Regions from separate parts of the Gossypium hirsutum genome. Here region 2 is linked to region 1. A link is a contact called in public Hi-C data. All regions are on one chromosome and are shown on one strand. The core of a region is the stretch at or near the end of the contact, and the rest is flanking DNA. Distances in the headings are between cores, read along the strand shown. Region 1 holds the start of LOC107928613 (protein kinase PINOID). Region 2 has its middle 11 kb from the start of LOC107945216.

Region 1 (7,713 bases), core at 3,289-5,788:
TTAGGTGAGAGAGATGAGGCAGCGGCTACCTATGCCGTTTTTGCCAATAGCTACTAACGCTGGACACACTGACTCATTAAGGAGAGGAGAGAGAAATGAATGAAGCATTTGAAGATTCATGCAAACCCCACATTTTGTATTGCGTTACCATTGGACACTTCACTTGTGTGAATGGAAATTGCACAGTGAAGTTCCAACCAAATTTCCCATGTCTATATTTAAACATCTACTATACAACGACAGTGTTGAAAAAGAGCTTCATTGTTTAAACTAAAACACCCCACAATAACCACGAACTTGTTAAGCTACAATACCTCACCAACTCCCTTTAAAATCAAGCAAACAAACCAAGGGTCGGCAAAGTAAGGCTAGGTGGCCCTGAGGATCAGGAATGGGACAAAGTGATTAAAGCCACGTCGCAGGCACGAGGAAACCGACACGTGGGAGAAGGTTATTGGGTTTGGTGGCATTTTGTTGGGGACAAAGGGGGAGACAACACTTTTAAATTAAAGAAAGGCAACCGTGGGAGATCACATGGACGGCCCCCATGTCATGTGTTGTCAAACCGCTCACTCCTCTCCCCAATTATTATACACAAACTCTACTGAATTTTCATAAATAACGGTAACTTATGTGTTTATCAACTCATTCATATATCAAAATAATTTGACTATTGGTTAAGTGGAGAAGTAAAAATGAGGGAGGGGGGTTGATAGTTCAAGATTATATATATTTTAAAAGTCTTTTCTCATTTTTAACACTACCAAAAAATAGAGGAAAGGAAATGAAATTTTTGTTTTCTTCAATAAATTACAAGAAGAGGGCAAAAAATCTACCAACAACACAATTAGCGTGATTTAAACTCGAGCCACACTTCCAACAATAGACACCTTGATCATTAAGCTAATACATGATACGTTTCTCTAATTTTCTCTCCTCTTACCATTCTAATTTTTTATCTCATTTATTTTTCCTATCAAGCGTACTCAAAAATGATTTTCTACTTTTCTACTCAACCAAGAATTATAAACTTAATAAACTAATGATTGAGTGTTGTTCATTTTCCACAAAAAGTATGGGAAATTCTGAACCCATCCCTCTTATTACTTGAAACTCAATAAAGGTAATATTTTGTTTTAGTTTCATCAAGTTAAATTATTTATTGCTACTCATAACCTTTTTTTGTTTGTGTTTGGCCAACATTTCGCTCTATGCCCCAAAATAATTACACATTTGTATAAAATATAAAATTAAAATATATCATAAATTTAAGAACAAATACAAAAACTTATCACATATAGATAAGCAATTTTCTAATATTTCTATACTATTTAGATAAAAAAAATCAACCCATAAATCATACTATTAATTTATTGATTTCTTTTCCACTTGGTGTTTGAATATCTTCCATTAATTAGCTATATAATATCAACCACTAAATGCAAAGTTTTTATATCTTTAATAATTTATAAAATTTTAAATTAATAATAAAATTATATATTTTAACTTCTAAAAATAATTAAATTTAATTTTTAAAAATTATAAAATAATATAAAATAATAAAATTATGTTTTTACTATCATACAAATATCCAATCTAATTCCCAACCTAAAAATTTCTTACTTAAATAGCACCATTAAAAAACAAAAGACTGCTCGAATATACATATCTGTCTCTCCACTGGCCAGTCGTAAAATCTGGCATAACCGACAGAACACGTGGCCTCTCAGAAGTAATCAAACGCGTTGGATTGTTCCTCGATCTCAGGATGGTGAAAGGACGTCGTGGTGGGTGGCCGCCGAAATCCCGGAATCTCCGGCGGCGTAAGCGACCTTATGAGGGCCAAATTGAGTCCTTTAAAGAAAGGATGGGTTTTGACGTCGGCAGCGCCGCGTTTGGATCCCAACCGAGTGTTGGGTTCCTTGTTTAACAACCCGGAGATGAGGTCTCGAGCGTGGTGCTCGAGAAGAGAAGCAGGCGAGTGGGTTGGGAAAGTGAGTGGCCTTTTCACGATGTTGCGCAGCGTAACCTCGTTCGATGGAGCCGCAAAAGGTGTACCTCCGTATATCATCTCGTAAATGAAGATACCTAGAGACCACCAGTCCACGGCGTTACCGTGGGACCCACCGGCAGCCACCTCGGGAGATATGTACTCGTGGGTCCCTACAAATGAGCGTGACCGGGCGGTGACGGGCTCCGCCACGAAGAACAGATTGTTGGGTGCGAGCGTCTGTATCTTCTTTGACCGGAAGAAGCGGTGGAATAGGCAGGAGAGAGGGGTTGGAGGTGGACGAGAAGAGCGGTGGTTTTGGGGAGGCGTGGGATCCGGGGACGATGACGGTGATTCAACTGCTGCGATGGCATCTGAGCAAAGTGAAAGGTCGAAATCCGATAGCATGATGTGACCGTCTGATCTTACTAAAACATTTTCCGGTTTTAGGTCTCTGTAAATAATACCCAGCATGTGTAGGTACTCTAGAGCTACCAGAACCTCAGCTGCATAAAACCTGGAATAAGCAACTAATCATCAGTTTATTTAGTTCATTTTTAATGTCAGAATTGATGGAATCTGGAAACAGTGTAGTTAAATGTCTTATCGTCTGCAAATTCTCAGCAACCAGAGTAACAGAAGCATTCATCTCAAGAGTTTGCTTGCATGGCAAGGAATTTTATCAAGACAATAAATGGAAAGGCACAATCGAATAAGGGAAATTCAGGCTAAAGTCTGATGTATGTAATTGCGTGAACAATCTCAGCTGTCGAGCAAGAATAAGGAAAAATAAATAAAATGCTTCCTAACACTCCCGAATTCTCGTACACTGATGAAAATTCAAATGAAAACCGAGTAAAATAGAACAAAACTCAAATAATGAAACTTTATTTTCTAATGATATTTTGGGGAAAAAATGTATATCTTATTGCTTTATAAAATAATATTTGTTTATTTGTAAAATTTATAGCAACCAAGAAATATTGGAAAAAGAAGAGAGACAAGGTTGCTTATTGAAAGAGACTTTGCAGAGTTGAGGCAGACAAGGATAAGAACAAGACAGGCTAAGTGTTTTGAAAACAGCAGAAGAAAACAAAAGACACAGATTAAAGCATGCAAGAAGGATGAGCGTAAAATCATTGTAATGAATGTGAAGGTAGTGAGCTAAGAAAACAAAAAATGATGTACCTTGCGGAGCTCAAAGAGAAGCGTTTTTGAGGGTGTTTATGTCTAAGAGAATGCAAGTCACCGCCGGAACAGTACTCCATAACTATGCAAGAGAAATGAGAAGCTTCGAACTCGGCGTACAAAGTAGGCAAAAATGGATGATCCAGCATCTTCAAGATCTTATTCTCCATTTCAGCACGTTGCACTTTATTCTTCATGGCCAACGCTTCTTTATCCACCACCTTCATCGCATAACAGCATTTTTCATCTGCGTTGGCAAGCTGGCAGAGGTAGACGGTTCCGATGTCGCCGGAACCGATGCGGCGGATGAGCTGGAAATCACGGGACGTGAGGCCGGTTTTACGGGCGAAGGTGGCGGAACGGATAGCGGAGTAAGCCAAGTCGGAAGATCGGTGGGGTTTGAGATAAAGGTTTTCCGGGGAAGACCGGAGCTCAAAGGAGAGACGGCTGAAGCTGCTACGGCTTTCACTTGTCATTGAACACTCACTCGATGAACTTAACTCACTTTCTGACTTCCGTTCGCACTCCAACATTTTATGTTTCTCTCTACTTGTAAGACAGGGAAAATCAACATAAAACTCTTTGATGATCTAAGAAGAAGAAGATGATGATGATGATGAAGAAGTCAAAAAAGAAAAAAGTGGGAATCACTTCAGATGACCGAAATTAAAGACGGTGGATAAAAGCAATCAACTTTGAACATTTTGGGTTTTAAGAAGATGATTTGATGATGAGTGGAATCAGATACCCGTAAAGGAGATGAAGGAGAGTCAAATAGTGAAGTAGAAAGAGAGCAGTAAGTTTGAAGGGGAAAAGGGAGTCAAAAACTATGGGCAAGCAAAAAGAGAAGAAATGAATGATTAGCAGAGAGGGGGCATTGAATGGGATTCAGTGAAATGCTTTGAATGCATATTTTGAAGCACATCAGAGGGGCTTTTATGATGAAGGACGGGGACCTGATATTTAGGGTTTCTAAGCAAACCCCCAAAAACCACCATGTACGTAAGCAAAGCCAAATTTCTGAGACGCATAATAAATAAAAGCAAAATGAAAACAGCCTTTTGTTTGGTTTCTTGTACTAGGAGCTTGGTTTGATGAGTGAGGCCTGAGGGGGCGGTGGGGGATATTTAATGTTTATTACGCTGCTGCTGGTGAGGTGATTATGGTGGCATGCAGTAAATCGCGGTTAATGGCTTGGCCTTTTAGCTTTTACCCATGGATTTTGGTGTTTGCCTATACTATTATTACGACTTTTGGCTTACGTTGACGTTGGGTTATCCGCCACGTGCGCCTGCTTCATATCACTTAACACTATAATAATGTGTTATTAATTAATCATTTCTTTCTAATTTCCATTTTTCAAGGTAAAATAAGCCTTAAGCTCTACTTCAAAAACACTACTACGTGATTATTTCCCTCTTTACGTGGTAAATTAATTAAACGATTACAAATTACTTTGGATTATCAATGTATAAGAGTATGAGATTTCATTTCCCTCTCTTAATTATCAAAAAAAAAAAATATGGGCGCTTGGTAGTTTATTGACAAAATATAGGTAAAAATACCATCAATGTTTTTATATATATTACATTTTACCTTTTTTACTAAAAAATAGATAAATCAATCTATATACATTAAATTAAAGAGTAAATTGATATTTCTATTAAAAATTTCATCTATATCTATTGCTAAAAACTGTCGTGGTTGACCAAATAATCCGACAGATATGTCGTGTGTGCTTCATGTTGACATACATAGACCAATTTTTAACAACAGAAATGGATGAATATTTCGATAGAAAGATCAGTTTGCTCTTTGATCTAATGTATAGAGATTAATCTGTCCATTTTTTGAATAGAGAGAATAAAATACAATGTGACTTCTAATATAGAGACCTTCGTAATACTATTACCGTAAATCATGAGAAGATGAAACGTGAAATGCAGTTGTAAATCTAACCAAACCTAATCTAATCATGTATATGTATATGTATATGTATATGTATATGAATTATGATAGTAGGTCCCAAGTAGTTTTGCTAACTTATTTAGAACCAGAAGAATTTAGCAGACAAAAACCCCAATCATAGAACTGCATTGCTGACAACTTATGTTTCCTTTTTCACTTTAACTACAATCTTTTCTAATTATTATTTTTTAATCTTTTATATATTTATATGCATGTTCCTCATCATGCAATGTTTTTACTCTGGATCATGGTATATAAAATACTATCTTGAAAAAGAAAATATATATAATTAATCTGAAAGTAAAGGCAATGCTTGCTGTCCACAACTGGCTTCTGCTAATATCTCTAACCAAATAAAAAAAAATTAATTTTGGTTTTAAATTAAAAGAGGAAAGCAATATATAACAGTAACAGAACCATGAGACTGCAAATAGTGTTATTAAAATCCACATGGCCAAATAAAAGAGAGCATGCATGACATGTCCACCAGTTTGGGAGCAATCTCCTGGGCCCTGAGGTTGCAACAGTTAGGGCCCTAACACTTAAAAGAGAGACGAGGTCCAAACACTTTCCTCATAAATGCCTAACATTTGATGACCAACTTGAATTTAATAGGGGGAGGGATTTGAGATTGAAAAACCTACAAAATTTGCTACTAAAATAGATTAAGAGGCACAACTTTTGAGTTCGATTCATGTTTATTGTTCGAGTTTTACTTTATAATTAATAAAAAGAAAAGATTAAGAGGCAAAAGTAGGACGAAATTGGCAGCAATCACGTCATGTTGACAATAATAAACAGAAAGAATGCAATAATTTATATAGTATTGAGGAAGTGTGGGGTATAGAGGATGATCTATAATTAAGGTTTGATTTGAGAGTGAAGGTCCCCCAAAGGCTCTTGAAAATCGAGAAATCAACCCACCTGAGATCCCATCCAAATCTAAATCTATCTATAGGGTAAAAAATCTCTACTTAGTTTTTCCTAAAATTAATAATGAGGTTGTCAACAACCATAATTAGCCTACAAATTAATAAAATACATAACTTGTCCACAATAATTGAACGACACTTCCTAATAATCATAATCTTAAATCTCAAAGTTATAACTGAGATTTGGCATGAAATTATGTTGTGTCCACTTGACTGCATTACAGATTCTATTATTGGTATTAGTTTTATGGGGTGGGGGATCTATATTCAAATTACAACTATGTTTGTCCCCTATCTTTTTTCCCTTCTTACTGCACCAATATGCTATAAAATCTTAAAAAGGGGAATCCTTTTTCTAGGGAATAAGACAACCCACAACCTCACATTTAAACTCTCCGCGTTTTTATTTTCATCATTCAACTTTTAGAATATTTTCATTTTAGTCACTTAATTGTTAAATCTTTAATGACGGTTAATTGTACAATCCAAATCATATTCACATTTCACTTTAGTCGCCCAAAAGATGTCCATTTTTTTAAGGATTAATTGGAGTTAAAAACATTAAAGATTAAAAATGAAAAAGCTGTAGAAACTAAAATAATGTTTTAAAAATGGTCAAATTATACTTATTTACGCCATTGCCAAAAATTCTAAATTATTTTTTTTAATATTGAAATTTTAAATTTCAAAACATCATAATCAAATTAAATAGGTTATTGAACAATTTCTTATCCCTTGATAGTGTCAACCGATTTGTTACAATAATATTAAAATTAATTAATTTAGTCTCCTTTTAAATATTAAATTTTTATTTTATGTTTCCAAATTAAAATCAAATCAAATAAATCATCTTAAATAATTGTACATGAAACCTGTTTTTTATATGATCTCGAGTCTTTCGTACTAAACTAAAAGCAAAGAAAAATCCTTACAATTAATTTAATTAATTAATTTTATCTTCCATGCCAAATAAAACTCAAAGATGTTTCATTACTTCTTTACCCAAACGAAGAACAATCAATTAATTTAATTAATTACAATTATTTTTCTTTTCTTTTAGTTTAGTATGAAAGATTCAAGATTATATAATCAGAATAAATTTAAATTTCGCAAACAATTATTAAATATGAGTCACCGACTTAATTTCATTAAGAATAACATGGAAACATAACCTAAAATTTTAAAATTTAGAAGGAGATTAATTTAATTAATTTTAATATTATAGTAACAAAACAATTAATATTATCAATGGATAAGAAAATTTCAAAAATTTATTTAATTAATTTTTATGTTTTGAAATTTTAATTTTTAATATTGAAAAAAATTAGAATTTTCAGCAATGTGATAAACAAGTACAATTTGACAATTTTTTTAATGCGTTATTTTAGTTTCTACCGCTTTTTTATTTTATTTTATTCCTTTTCTTTTTACCCTAACCAATACTTTAAAAAGGGATATTTTTTAGGTGAGCAAAATAAAAGCGATCTAGAAGTTGGTTGACCAAAATGAAATTGTGAATATGGTGTTGCGTTTAATCACCGTTAGAGATTTACCGGTGGGATGACTAAAATGAAAGCCCCCTAAAAGTTGAGTGACGAAATTGTAAGAATTTCATTTTAGGTGACTAAAATAAAA
Region 2 (7,358 bases), core at 3,264-5,763, 53 kb after region 1:
ATTAATAAAAAATTAATTAGGAAAAGTTGTTCTCCTTGAAGTTATTCAGCATTTTATGTAATAAAAAATGCAGAACTCGAAAGAGGAATGCCAAGATTAGTAATTAATTACAAACCTCTCAATCAAGCATTAAAATGGATTCGGTACCCAATACCAAATAAGAAAGATTAGTTTGCAGAAACTTTGTAATGCAAATATTTTCTCAAAATTTGACATGAAATCTGAATTTGTGCAAATCCAAATAAAAGAAGAAGAAATATATAAAACGGCATTTATCGTACCATTTGGACAATATGAATGGAATGTAATGCCTTTTGGATTAAAAAATGCTCCATCTGAATTTTAAAGAATAATGAATGATATTTTTTACCAATATTCTCAATTCACAATAGTATACATTGATGATGTATTAGTGTTTTTAGAAAATTTAGAAAAACACTTCAAACATTTATCCATCTTTATAAAAGTCATACAAAATAATGGTTTAGTAGTTTCTAAATCCAAGATAAGTTTGTTCCAAACTTACCCGAATAGAAAGGTCCATAGAATTTGCTAGCAAATTCCCAGACCAAATCCTTAATTTTATGAAGATTCTTAGGAAGCCTTAATTATGTCATAGACTTTTATCCAGGTCTTAGCAAATTATGTAAACCATTATACGATAGGCTCAAAAAGAATCCACAACCTTGGACAAATGACCACACCAATATTATCACCCAAATTAAAATTACAAAAAACAATTTAAGAAAGAAAGATATCAATGTAGAAAAGAAAATGAACCTTCTTATTCAAAAACATGTTGCCCTGTAAAACTAAAAAATAGGAGAAAGAATATTTCAAAATATTATAAAAAACGAAATATAGAAAATATAGAAAAGAAAAGAAACAACAAAGAACAGAAAACAAAATAGATAAAACAATAAAATGTTATATATGTGGAAAACTAGGACACATATCAAAATATTGCAAAATTAAAAGAAAAATTAATAATTTAAATCTAGATGAAAAAATAGAACAAAAATTAAATGAGATTCTCTTAGAAACAACTTCTTTCGAAAATGATACATCTACCGAAATAGACGAATTACAAATAGACGAATTACATACAACACCCCAATCTTCTGATGATGAAAATGAACCCTGAATTAATATGTTAACCAAAGACCAAGAATTTATTATTGAAGTTATTGATAAAATTCAGGACTCAGAACTTAAAAGAGAATACCTTTTGATATTAAAATGCTCGTCAAAATCGTCCAAAAATACAATAGTTCAAGATGCACAAGATCCAAATGAAATTGTTCTCAAATCAAAAAATGGATTGAGTCCCTTTCTCAATCTCCAGAAGTGGCATTGGCCGTTTCTCAAATGAAAGAGGAAACTCCTTTCAAGCATATTGCTGGTGAAGTAGCAAAGATTTCAAAAAATAAAGAGATTGTTTTACACAAACCAAAATCTCTCAAAAATATTTTAAAAGAGACATCTCTCTAAGGTGTTTTTTCAAAAGAAATAGCAGTGTCTTCATAGACTACTACACAAAAATCCTCACAATATTTTCAAAACAAATATTTTGAAAAAATTCTTGTTGTGGAGGAAGAATTTTGAGAAAAACCTCCACATATACTTGGAAAAGAACTTTTCAATGGATCGCATTTCAAGCCATTGGATTCTCAAAAACCCAACAGTATTATAAAAGCATACTGGTTCTAATTGAATCAGTATTGTTCAAACACTACACAAACCCAAAAGATCCAAAGTTTATTACCCATTCAACAACCCAAATATTAAAAATTCTTCGACCAAGGGATTGGAGTGAAAACCCAAATTCTCCAAAGAAATTTCCAGCCAAATTTACCACAAAAAGTGACCACCACCTATATTTCATATATTGGGATTACCAAATGGCGTGGTACAACACATTCTTAATGAAGAACCAACATATGAGACATTCTTGGCTTATATATTTCAAATAAGGTACCCAATTCAAATTCCCAAATTGGTTCCAAGAATGGTGGAATTGGTATGGACCATCATCCTTCGAGATCCTACCAGAAAAAAATTCAAAATTTATGGCCCAAATTCTTTAACAAATTTCAACTTGAACCAGACCAAAAACACATTTACAGAACAATCCATTTTTTTTCTCAAAGTTGTGCATTTCTTGGATTGTTTCTTGGAATTATTCCTATGAGCAAGTTCAATGTACTGGAATTCCATTATTAGTTCGAAACTACAGAAATAAATGGTGGGACAAGTTTAATGATGAAAAATATGATTCAAAATATTTGGATAACTTTTTCAACAAGAATCCAAGATTATATAAGTTCGAAGCCCGAGATCAAACCACAACAAAATTCCTTCAAGCAAAATTGACAGCTAGTGTGATGTTAGCTCAAACCAAGACCAAGAATGAATACAAAAAACTCATGGTTGAAATGCTCAGCTTAATGGATTCTGAATCCGAAGATGAGAAATCTTCAGCGTCTTCAATCAAAACGGTGGATCTTGCAGACGATACCACCTCCGTAACTATTACTAGGACAAAAAAACATGATGCAAAAGAAAGAAATGAATGAAGAGGAATAGGAAATATTCTCTAAGGTAAATAGTAAATATTCCCTAGCAAGAACAGTAAGATTCTCTGGCACATGAATAGTGAATATTCTCTGTAGTTTGTATTTTTGTAACCAGAGAATATATTCTCTGAAAAGTTTCAATTATATAATGATGTAAGGGATTGAATTTCCCGATTCAAATGATATAAAGAGGCAATAGCCCTCTATAAAAGGGTATCAGATTTAGAATGAAGGGCACGACTTGAAATACCCATTTCAGAAATCAAAACTCGTTTCTCCAAATTTTTAAGTTTTCAAAATTTAAGTTTTAAATTATTTTCCTTTTCAAGATTTAATCAAATTTTAATTTTAACTTACAAATTACGATTACGATTATCACATTTCAAATTCCATCCTCAGATCCTCGGGACATAAATATTAAATTAATATATTTACGAAGTTGGTATAGTAGAATATTAAAGGTTGATCCTTTAATTTTTCTTATTAATTGCTTAATTAAGGTACAAAGACTAAATTGTAAAAATCTTATCTTTATAACTTTTTAATTGGCCAAAGATTCCTAATGGAAATTAAACCAATTTATAATGTATGTTAGTGGGAAATGATGGAAGAATCCATTTATATGTTAATTAATGAAGGATTAGGTTAACTAAGGTCTTAATTAAGGTCTCTTGCAACCTTCTATTCTGCTCCAATAATTTCCTATTATCTTCAATCAAGTACGCATGTATCTTGCGAGCTCTTTGTAGCACCCCCACGGTAGATTGATGAACATTTTGTGTTTCCCTCTTCTTAATCTCTGCTTCGTTAATGCCCTCAGCGAGCCCCACACTAGCCATGCCAGCTTTAGTTAAGATCATTTGCAGAGAGAGTACTAACTCTTGCGGAGAAGGTTTACTTGTGCTACTAGATGACTTAGATGGTCAGATGTACTACTTTGCTTCTTCAGACATACAACTGTTCCATTGCTTCCTCACCTCATTAGGACTAAAAGAAAACTTTTCTTACTGAGATGTTCTCTCTATTGAAATAAAATCCTTGGTTCACCACCAGAAGCGATGAACTTCATGGAACCACTAGGGGGCCATGATCAATAATAGCTCTGAAAATGTCATCAGTTGTTGGTCTTGGTGGTGGAGGAGAATTATCAGGAGAAATGGGGAGAGATGAAATTGTGGCAGGATCTGTAGTAATAGGAGTTATCTCGACAGATGGCTCATCGTAATCTCTTCTTTTCTTATGATGAAGCTCCCCTATTGGGCTACCATCATCTTCAATACTTAGTATAAGGTTAGCAATTCCAGCAGCAGTCTTTTGCCTCTTTCTACTACTAGCACTTCCCTCCCCAACAGTAGTGCCAGAGGGACCACCTCGCATACTCTGCGTAAAAGACCACACGTCCATGTATTTGTCGATCTCTCTTGATAAGCTGGTGGATTCCTTTAAACTTTTTTCAATACTGCGAGCTGTGCTTGCATCACTAGTAAGTATAACATCAGCACCAACAATTAGTATAAGATGGTTCTCACCACTTTCCACATTCCCTGAAGATTTCAAAGACTATGAACGAGGCTTTAATTTACAAAAAATATAGAAATCATTTTTAGGTTTATCTTTGTGTCCCAATAATATGAGCCTCAACTCGTGAGTAGCTCCATGTGGCCAAGCAAACTGTGCAGGTAGTAATCCAACGATGTCCACACCATCACCAGCATCAACTTGTCTCCATCCATTGTTAGCTATAGTAATATAATATTTTTTTTTGAAATTTCCAGATTGGGCTTTATTATGAAAATAAAAGTTATTGTTCAAAACTGAAATCAAACCAAATAAACAAAAATAAGATAAAAGAACCTAAAACCCAATACGGCCCAAATCAGATGGCCTTAACCAAAATAAAATCTAGATATTTATAATGAATGTTCTAGAATCGGTCATTAAAGCACCGACCCATTGCCCAATCAGAAGAAGCATGGGAAACCGTCTTCAGTCTTTTCTGTCATCTCCTTTCATAATGACGATTTCATTTCCAAGGTAAGCCAAAAGAAATCAGTCCGTTTCATTTTCTTGTTCAAAGCCTTTCATTCTTCATTTTTCTTCTCTGGAGACTTCTTCTTCACTTCCCCCATCCAGCCGAGCTTGATCCATTTGCATAATCTGGAACTCCCCTATCCAGGTAAAACTCTTCTCCTCTTCTCAATGATTCTGTTGCTATGATATGAGCAAGACCATTTGCGGATCTAGGTATATACTGAAATCTGATGTTTTCAAGTCCATAGATTTCCTGTTGAATGTCAAAAATGTATACTCCCACCATAGATCTATCTTGACTCTTCGATTTACATTTTTTGACTATTGTGAGGGAGTCTCCTTCAAGGATCAAATGTCGCCATCCCCTCCTGATTCCCATTTGAACGCCTTTCCGGCAGGCAATTGCTTCAGCAGCAAAGGCTGATGGAATACCAAAATGAATCTCTGAATATGAAAAAAGAATAGTACCATTCGAATCTCTGGCCACAATACCCACACCCGACTGATTCTTTACTTTATCGTAAGCACCATCAAAGTTGATCTTCATGAAACTTTCCTGTGGTGGCGACCATCTCTTTTTCTCTAAGGTACGGTTCAGATCTCTCTTCTCAAGACTATCAATTTCTTTGATGTAACTGATTATAAGATTTGCAACTTCCGTCCCCTTTCTAATTTTACCTTCATGTATTCTTTTGTTTCTGTCACCCCATATTGCCCAGAGTGCACAACAAAATACGCGACTTTGATCAAGGTTGAGCTGCTCTATTGCCTAGGTAATCCACTGTCCAAAATCTTCACAATGATTCCTTAAAATGCACTGAAACGATAATGATCTCCACACCTCCCTTGTAACATGACAGTAACGAAATAAGTGGTTCATTGTTTCAGCTTCTTCTCCACATCAGGGGCAGCTCGGATTTACTACTAACTTCCGATGTTGAAGATTCACCTTTGTAGGCAGATAATTCCTAGATAGCTTCCATATTGTAACCTTAATTTTAGCTGGTAGATTCAGGCACCATAGTTTTTTATAAAAATTCCCATAGATGGTCTGTAAAGCATAAGCTCTAGGATTGTCAGTCAATTTTTGTAATAGTTGATAGGCACTTCTGACCGTAAACTCACCCGACCGTTCGCCTCCCCAGATAAGAAAATCATCATGCGGTGTTTGTGCCAGAGGGATTCTGAGGATTCTAGCTGCGTCGTCTTCCAGGAAGGTACTAGTAATCAACTCTTTTTTCCAACTTCTGGTATTATTATCAATCAACTCGCCAACTTTAACATCACGCAAAAAATTAATATCTGATGATAATCTAAAATTAACAGAATCTGGAATCCAAGCATCGCTTATGCAAATATTAGTACCCGTCCCCACCCTCCAACAATGCCCTTTTTTCAAAAAGTCCTTTGCTGCCCAAATACTTTTCCATACATACGAACTAGAATTTCCTAACCTGAAATTTAAGAAATTATCATCCGAAAAATACGTAGCTTTAAACACTTTCGTTACAAGCGCATTCTGATTATTCATAATCCTCCACCCTTGCTTAGCCAATAGAGCTACATTGAACTGTGCCATATTTCGGAAGCCCATACCACCCTCTTCTTTAGGCCTACACATAAATTCCCATTGACACCAATGAATTCCTTTCTTTCCTTTCCCTTTCTGCCACCAAAATCTAGCAACTAAATTGTCAAACTAATCACAAAGCGATTTTGGTAATAGAAAACATGTCATAGCATAAGTAGGAATTGCCTGAAGAACTGATTTAATAAAAACCTCTCTACCCCCTTGAGAGAATAAGCGAGTACTTCAATTATCAATTCTTTGCTTTATTCTGTCTTTGAGATTCTAAAACGATTCTTTTTTCTTCCGGCCTACAATATTTGGCAATCCAAGATATTTTTCCATATTGTTCGAAAATCTTATTCCCATATCAGCTGATAACCTGCCTTTATCCCCCTCCTTCAAATTCGAACTAAAAAAGATCATTGATTTATTAAAGTTAACACATAGCTTTGAAGTAACTTGTACTACTTTCTGTGGCTTCACCAAACAAAATACAATCGTCTGCGAATAACAAGTGCGATATTATCGGGCCTCTTCTGCTGGCTCTCACCCCTTTAATCAATCCCTCTTTTGTAGCATTCCTGATTAACGACGATTAACCTTCACTGCAAATAAGAAGTAGAAAAGGGCTACGTGGGTCACCCTGTCTGAGTCCTCTGGTTGGTTCAAAGACTCTACCATTCTTCCCGTTCGTAGTAACAACATAAGAGACTGTAGAAATACATCTCATTATAAGTACCACCCATTCCTTCGCAAAACCCATCCGTATCATAACTTCCTTCAAGAAAGCCCATTCCACCCTATCGTAAGCTTTACTCATGTCAAGCTTAATTGCCATAAAACCTTTCTTCCCCTTACGTTTTTTCCGAAGAGTATGCAGAATTTCATAAGCTATCAAAATATTGTCTGAAATTAGCCTCCCTGGGACAAATGCACTTTGAGCACTATCAATGCATCTCCCAATGACTTCTTGAAAACGATTGGCAATAGCTTTAGCAATAATTTTATAAAGAACTGTGCATAAACTAATTGGTCTAAAATCTGCAAGGTTTGTAGGATTGGACTTCTTCGGAATAAGGGTAATCTTAGTTACATTTAACTCTTCCACGTCTTTTCCATTATTTAAAACTTCTAAACAAAAATTCCCAATGTCTTCGCCCACTATATGCCAGTATTTTTGA

The links. Hi-C and Micro-C count contacts between places; a contact is called where the count stands out from the background.
Region 2: a Hi-C map of leaf shows a contact between it and region 1, with 2.1 times the contacts expected there. The contact joins the enhancer-like site here to the promoter of LOC107928613 in region 1. A contact is called at or near these places in 15 of 34 Hi-C or Micro-C datasets (anther, callus, fibers and 3 more).

The regions. Positions count from the first base shown.
Region 1 is chrD12:7,058,803-7,066,515 of Gossypium_hirsutum_v2.1, forward strand. LOC107928613 (protein kinase PINOID) reads right to left here and starts at 4,539. Exons shown (of 2, transcript XM_041108346.1): 1 at 3,179-4,539; 2 at 1,525-2,507. The coding sequence starts at 3,711. The coding sequence ends at 1,727.
Region 2 is chrD12:7,111,783-7,119,140 of Gossypium_hirsutum_v2.1, forward strand. No RefSeq gene overlaps it. Among protein-coding and RNA genes, the nearest start is that of LOC107945216, 11 kb to the left of the region's middle. Within about 2 kb of position 4,514, at least 7 of the 9 cell types and tissues checked have an H3K27ac peak or open chromatin away from gene starts, as enhancers often do. A contact at or near this core is called in fibers and leaf, where this site is marked.